Linked DNA regions of Mus musculus: region 2 is linked to region 1. A link is a contact called in public Micro-C data. All regions are on one chromosome and are shown on one strand. Each heading gives the region's core, a stretch centred on a gene start, on an enhancer-like site or on the middle of the called end of the contact. The rest is flanking DNA. Distances are from core to core; before and after follow the strand shown. Region 1 overlaps Satb1 (special AT-rich sequence binding protein 1). Region 2 has its middle 33 kb from the start of Gm19585.

Region 1 (3,728 bases), core at 211-2,710:
TACAAGTTCTTCCTTATTATGTTAACTCTAGCAATCCAGACAAAAGGAGGAAGCAGGCTATCTGATAGGGTGTAATGAGATGGGCGGAAGAGCTGGCTGCCGTGCTTGGCATTATAGGTGGCCTGCTCATTTAAGGCAATCACAGGCACTAAGGATATCAGCAAATACTTGTAGGGACCAAGCAAACACATACTCGAGTAGAGCAAGCCAGCACACCCAGTGTGGCTGAAGCTTGAGTGCTTTTCATAGAAGCTGTGGTTCTTAGCATCTCTCGCAGATGCTTAGGAAGGGCAAAGAGCTGTTCTGGTACAATGGTGGCACTGTCACGATTCTGCAATTTATTCTCACCTACCCGGGATGAATGCTTCTCCCCTGGCTAGAACACTTGTGTGGATTGGCTGAGAGTCAGCTCTAAGTGTGTCAAACGCTTTTGCTGCTACACAGAATAGACTAGAGGGAGGCTGAGACCAGAGTGTAATATAAATAGGTAAACCTTTTCAGATGTCCACACTTTCCATAGATAAGCTCTATTTGGCTTTTAATCATCGTTTCTCTTCTCATTAAAGATGCAGATTTTATAATCAGAGGAACTGGTCATACTGCTATACTCAATGTTATATGCAAAATATAACTAAGAATGGAAAGAAACCCTTAGTTTCTACCAGTGACATCAGCCCAAGTGGGCCATTCGCATGGAACAGTAATTCAAGCAATTATTCCAAAAATTGATGTATTGTCTTCATTACGGCCCTAAGCTATAAAAGGCAAAGAATCCGTTTTGGTAGATGGATGGCTTTTCTTCAAATATTAAAAGCTAAAACATGCTCAAAATTCTTATCTCTAAGTCTTCAGGAAAAGTTATTATTGCTACTATTAAGTGAATGTAACAGTGATAAAGATTTACAATAGGGCATAACACTTTGTATATGAGGCACCCCATTCCTGTTTGATTTTAAGATGTAGTATCTAGAAGTGTATGAAAGAGGAAGGTATATTACCCTTAACCATAGTGTGTGCTCCTGTGAGCTCTAACAGATCCACAACAGAGAACATGCCAGACTCCAAATGCTCCGCCATAGCACACAACTGTGACCCATCGTTTTATACCTCGGCTCATCTTGATGCTGCCTAACAATGTTGACCTAATGCTGTGTGTGCAGAGAGGGTGCTAGACTAGAATTGGAAGTTCAGAAATGAAAAGTGCTGGTTCTATTCCAGGTAGGAAGGCAAGCAAGCTCCTACCTACGGGAGCTGGAGCTATAAAAACCACTCCATCTCAATGGTGGAACCAAACTGTCTCTAGCGAGTCAAAGGCAGTTAAATATTGTTTGAAAGCTGCTGTGAAAACGGGCTCTTCCTCTTTTTTGCAAACAAAAGCAAAAGTCCCTAAGCATGATTATCTCTGTGAGAAGTCACAGCCGGTATTAGTTATTCAAGGCCTGGTTAGGTCTTCACTGAGATGTTACGAAATGACAGCTCTCCTCACGCCTCGATTTCCTGCATGTCTGACAACCGAGTCGGTGTAGCTGATTTAAACACAAACATTTATTGAATTTAATTATCTCATTATACTCATACCCACTCCCCCACCCCCAAAGAAACATTCTAAATTGATCTCTAATTGGGCAATCAAAAGATCTGGCTTTCGATGTGACTTTGATAAACCCCCAAATGACATGCAATGGTATGTTGCCACTGCAAAAGGATGGGCTTTTTTTTTCTTTTCTCTCTCTTCTTTCTTTTTTTCTTTCTTTCTTTCTTTCTTTCTTTCTTTTTTTTTTTTTTTTTTTTTTTTTTGCTTACCCATCATATCCTTTGTCTTCTTGAAATGTTTGTACCACCTTCCAAATTCTTGACATTTTGCTGCTGAGACATTTGCATAGTACGTGCTGTTCACAATGGAGGAGATCATGCTCTGTGTGGAAAGGGGAGAATATGTGTGATAACACACCATGGCACACGTGGGGAGCCCGCAACTTCAGCCGTGGAAACAGTGCCTGCCTGCCTTTTAGGTTTCTAAGTCAACTGGGAGCAAAGCTTAAGCTTCTTAGAATTCATTAAGTCCACCATCAAATGCTTATTTAAGTCACAAGCAGCAGCCCCCACACACTATCTGCTCTTGCACCCTCTGACAATCTCCGTCCACGCCTCCTAGTGCTCACAAATGTGCACCAATCTGAATCAGTCCAAGTCCAAGAAGGTGATGTCATGATTGAAATGTATACAAGTTTCTACCATTGCAGCACGGTGGCTGGACTCCACATGTTTGCTCTTCAAAGCACAGGCCAGGCCCCGGAGCCATGGACATTGCCTGGAAGCTTTCGAGATATCCAGTTCCGAGCCCTATCTCTGACCTCCCCCGTCAGCACCTGCACCTCACTAACACTCCTCAGGGCAGCCAGGCACAGTCAAGTAGGAAAACCAATTTTTTATATTTTCATGCTCAATGTATAGATTACAGCTGCTGGTGAGTTAGGAGGCCTCAGGGGTCACACTTAGGAAGCAACTGTTACAAGAGGTTGCATCAGATCTTCAGGGTTGATTGTGGCCTTTATCTAGTAAAGCTTGAATTGAGACTTTCAAGTTACCAGAAAATATCTAACTATACACATTTTGTACTAATTAACATTTTAAGAGTTCCATTCCCCCAAAAGAAAAGAAAGAAAAAAGAAAACAAGAAAATGTCTATGTGTTATTTTTCTCTTGCTTAAAAAAAACAAAAACATAAGTAGATGCTCACAGTCAGCTATTGGATGGAGCACAGGGCCCCCAATGGAGGAGCTAGAGAAAGTATCCAAGGAGCTAAAGGGATCTGCAACCCTGTAGGTGCAACAACATTATGAACTAACCAGTACCCCGGAGCTCTGGACTCTAGCTGCGTATGTATCAAAAGATGGCCTAGTCGGCCATCACTGGAAAGAGAGGCCCATCGGACACACAAACTTTATATGCCCCAGTACAGGGGAATGCCAGGGCCAAAAAATAGGAATGGGTAGGTAGGGAAGTGGGGGGGAGGGTATGGGGGACTTTTGGGATAGCATTCTAAATGTAATTGAAGAAAATACATAATAATAAAAAATATTAAAACAAAAACAAAAATAAAAACAACAAAAAACCCAAGCAAGCCATGAAGAGCTACACATATGGAGCTCGCCTATAATTCCAGCACTAGGGAGGGAGAGGCAGACAGATCTCTGAGGTCTAGAGCACCTCATTTATGTTATGAGACTCAAACAAACAAAAAGGCATTGAAAACAGCTAGCCATTTGATAAGTACAAATGAAGACAATAATGTTAAGAGAAGGTTTAAAATAAAAAAAAAAAAAAAAAAACACAACCACACTTTCAATAAATAACACCATTTTTCCCAGATAATTTTGGTTATAGTAATTGCTGTTACTTAATTCTTGGTTCACCCACAGTCTCTAGTAGCTAAATTAACTCCCTATTGAGTCTTAGAAGACTGAAGCACCAAGCCTCCTGGTCCTGTGAGTAGAAACTTAAGAGCTTAAATTTCAGACTGGCTGATCTACAGGGAAACAGCTTACAGAAGACTCCATTGTCAGGAGGCAGTGAACAACCAGAAAAGCCAGTTTGGGGACAAGAATATTTTTATATCATTATCTTCTTTAAGCTACTTCAAATGTAAAGCTCTTTGGGCTATTATTAACTCTGACATCCATCATCGGTGTTAATTCTGTAGCACACACACACATTCCTGAAATGTG
Region 2 (3,710 bases), core at 966-3,465, 400 kb after region 1:
CCCATCATTGGGGAGGATGCAGGCTGCAGAGAAGAATCTACTGCTATTCTGTCAAGTGGACATAGTATCAAATTGCCTTACAAATTCATATTTCTATATCCATAGATTGTGTGAGACCTCATCAGAGAAGTCTCTGTGTATCATGGACAATATTTGGTACAGAAACTCACAACTGGTCAGAGTGCACAGAAAAATGGCTGTAGAGGACTCAGCCAGGAAGGAGACATGTATATCAGCTTCCTCCCCACAAGGCTTAAGAAGCATCACAGAAGAGGAGAAGAAAAGATTGTGGGAGGCAGAGTTCAGAGACTACCAAAGCCAAACAGTGTATTCTTGATATGAAAAGACCACTGCATTTATGAAGTCACAACTTGTAATTGCCTGTACAAGATCTATGTAAGATCAATCCTGTCAACCTCCAGTATAGTCTATCCATAACTGAAGAGCTATGAACAGTTGATTGTGTCTTGGGAAGAGAAATTCAGTTTTCATTAAGGATGATAGTCCCTAGCAGGTCAACCATGCTCCAGTGAATGACCCCACAACTAGGAATATATGAGGGATACAAATTGGACTTGAAGGGCTATTTAAGCAAACACACACACACACACACACACACACACACACACACACACACACTCACACGCACACGCACATGCACACACAGTTGGAGGTGAGATAGTGAGGTGGGTCAATTTGGAATGAGTTGGTGGAAGAGTAGGTCATGGATATGATCAAAATATATTGTATGGAATTCTCAAAGACTTACTGAAATGTTTGTAACATTAAATAAAATCATTACTCAAGGAAATCAAATGAGGAAAGGAAACCAGGGATTTGTTTGGAGTTATTTTGCCTTTGTAGCTATGTGAAAGTCTCAGAGATTGCTTGTCAAGAAAGTCTTTTGGAGGGCTTTCCATGGTGCAATATTTAATATTTAGAATTAAAGCCTGGGGAAGGAAATATTATTGTTGAGTAGGAAAAATAAATTTAAAGTTGAAATTGTCCTTAAATGCACCATTTACTTTTTGAGAATCCATGCCACCTAGTACTTCACAGCTCAACCTCTTCTGTGAGTATGTTGGAGGTAACCTTCCTGAAGGAAGAGGCCATATGTTATGCCCATTGTGATGTTTAGGGTTTAGATTTGTTCCCATGGTCCTTCAGTTTTCTTTAGGATGCATCTCTCAGCAGGTGTGCCCACTGAGGAGTCTGAAAAACGATCTGACTTTGAACAGCTGCTTGCTTGACTAGAGCCAAGTTTTCTTGATTTATTCTGAGTCTGCTCCATTCTTGGGCTGCTAGTCTCTACTATGCCCAATCCACACACCCCTTGCCTCTCTCATATGTGATTCCTTTTTGAAATTCAAATGTAGGAGACTCACTCAGTTATATTGTTCTCATGATCTGTTTTACAATCTTGTCTCTCAGTCTTTTTGGTTAGTCCTTAAAGCCACACTTGGGCATTATCCCTCTCTACAAGCCTACTTCAGACAAAGTTAATTATTCCTCCATCTGAGGGACATTATCACCTCATTCATATTTGTTGTGCTTTTTGGAGGAGACTGCCTCATTGTTAAATATCCATTTGCCAACATACAAGATATCATGATATTCCATTGTTTCTATTACTTAGTTGAGGAGCTGCCATGGGGTAGAGATCTTGGGCAAGTGCAAAATTGAATGGCTGAGTAAACGAAAGCAAAGTTATCTGGTTCTTGAGGGATTGAACACAAAGCTTAGATCCTCTGGTTACCTTATTACCATAGACATTTAAAATATTCAATACACTTTGCTTCCAGGCCTATAAAAATTTCTGTTTGTCATCTCCCACAGAGTTGACTCTTGGGCTATGACTAATTACATGTGAATATTAGTAGATAGAAAAAAATCAAATTTTTAATTGGATGGATTCCAATCATAGCCACAAATATTTTACAACCATAGACTAAGTGTATTTATGTGAATGTGATACGTAAATTTGTATGAACCTATATATGCTATAATTTAGTATAAGTAAACCATCAAATACACTCAAGTTCTTCCTTCGAAGGAGTCACTTGAATGCAAACTCAACTCTAACCAGGAAACCAAAAGCATTTAGAGGGCAGTGCTTAGTCAGCCTGGACCAACTTGTTCTACCTGTTAGGGACAGAGTCCTGATGAAGTCCCCATGTTCAGGGAGTTGTTTCTGGAGTAGCAAGAAGCATTCTGTGTCTCCCCCTGCTGGTTGATGGAATGACTAAAGGGAGCAACCCCTTAGGACTCCTCACGGTCATGACCTTACAGCCTGTGCCATCTGGTCATTGGCTTCTGTGAACTTTTAATGAGGAAAGTTGATGTCGAGTTCACATCAGGTTATTTCCTCTCATCCCCAGCTTGCAAACTCTGCTTAATTAGCATTCTGCATTTCTTAACAATTCTAACTTCACATCCCACTGAAATAAAGCATTAGGAAACCCTCTCCTTGCATATTTTAATTCCAGGCTATCACTACATTTTGATTAGATTAAAATTGTTTTTAAAAGCCTGTGTTTGAAAATAATCTGCAGGGTTACCGCAAAGGATATTGCTTCCTCTAGTCAACCAGCCACCAAGAGACACGAAGAAAGAAAAGTATAACGCCAAGTAAGGTGATTCCACAAGATATTTGGAAGAGGAAAGAATTATCTACAATTTGTTTGTATTATCTCATTAACTGTACTTGGTAATTATATATCAAAAGAATTTGAAAAAGGTTTTTGTTGTGAGTATTTTAGTTTACAAAGAAGGCATTGCATAATAAATGGCTTACAAAGCAGAAAAGGTTCTCACCAAATGGTGACAGTTAAAATTAGAAACCAAAGTGGTACCATTATCAGCTATGAAGTGAAGACATCAGAGCAGAGAGTAGAAAGACAGAGAGACAGAGAGAGAGAGAGAGAGAGAGAGAGAGGGAGGGAGAGGGAGAGGGAGAAAGAGAGACAGAGACAGAGACAGAGACAGAGAGAGGCTGAAAGACAGGAAATGAGACAGAGATAGAGGAGGATCTCCATAAGCTAAATGTGCTCAGTCCTAAGTAATAAATGCTTCCATCAGAGGCTTTAGAGAAGAAGGTGGACAGTTTAGACTCATTCTGTGCCATTCTAATTGCTGAACTGGGAAGATAGCACATGAGACAAACACAGAGATGTAGGTGAGTTGGGAGATGACCAAGGTGAGAGAAAACTGGACTGGATTAGTAACAGTAAAAGCACTAAGATGTGATTGTAGATATTTGAAAACATGGTGTACATTTGCTTGTTGATTACATGCATGGTAGAAAGAAGGAGAAAAACCAAGTCCATGTACAGGATGTGGCACCTTAGCAAACACTTGGGTAGAGAGAGCTGGGAGGGGCAGAATTAATTTTAAATTTAAATATAGTATTTTGATTAATTCTTTCAAAGATTTATGCATGCACATAATATATTTTAATCAGCCCTACCCCTGACCACTCTCCTCCCCCTAACTTCATTCTTCTGTTTTTTGCTGTTATTATTTGTCATAAGCCTCAGAATACAGTTCATGCTGCCTGTATTTGCACAGATATGGGACCACCCACTGGAATGTGGTATTGACTGACCAGCATCTATAGCCTAGAAGAAAATTGACTCTTGACTCCTAGCAACTATCACCTGTTAATATCTCCACAGCAGAGGCTGGGGACTCATATCCTCTGACCTACCCCT

The links. A called contact is a pair of places that touch in the nucleus more often than the background predicts.
Region 2: a contact with region 1 is called in a Micro-C map of B cells, with 8 times the contacts expected there. The contact joins two enhancer-like sites. A contact is called at or near these places in 1 of 15 datasets of contacts at CTCF or cohesin (pro-B cells), 7 of 484 Hi-C or Micro-C datasets (B cells, CD8 T cells, the HPC-7 cell line and 3 more) and 1 of 115 datasets of contacts at active chromatin or transcription factors (memory CD8 T cells).

The regions. Positions count from the first base shown.
Region 1 is chr17:51,783,726-51,787,453 of GRCm38.p6, forward strand. It overlaps Satb1 (special AT-rich sequence binding protein 1), which reads right to left. Exons shown (of 11, transcript NM_009122.2): 6 at 1,804-1,915. Among named protein-coding and RNA genes, the nearest start is that of Satb1, 47 kb to the right of the region's middle. Within about 2 kb of position 1,461, at least 18 of the 459 cell types and tissues checked have an H3K27ac peak or open chromatin away from gene starts, as enhancers often do. A contact at or near this core is called in B cells, where this site is marked.
Region 2 is chr17:52,180,711-52,184,420 of GRCm38.p6, forward strand. No RefSeq gene overlaps it. Among named protein-coding and RNA genes, the nearest start is that of Gm19585, 33 kb to the left of the region's middle. Within about 2 kb of position 2,216, at least 20 of the 459 cell types and tissues checked have an H3K27ac peak or open chromatin away from gene starts, as enhancers often do. A contact at or near this core is called in B cells, where this site is marked.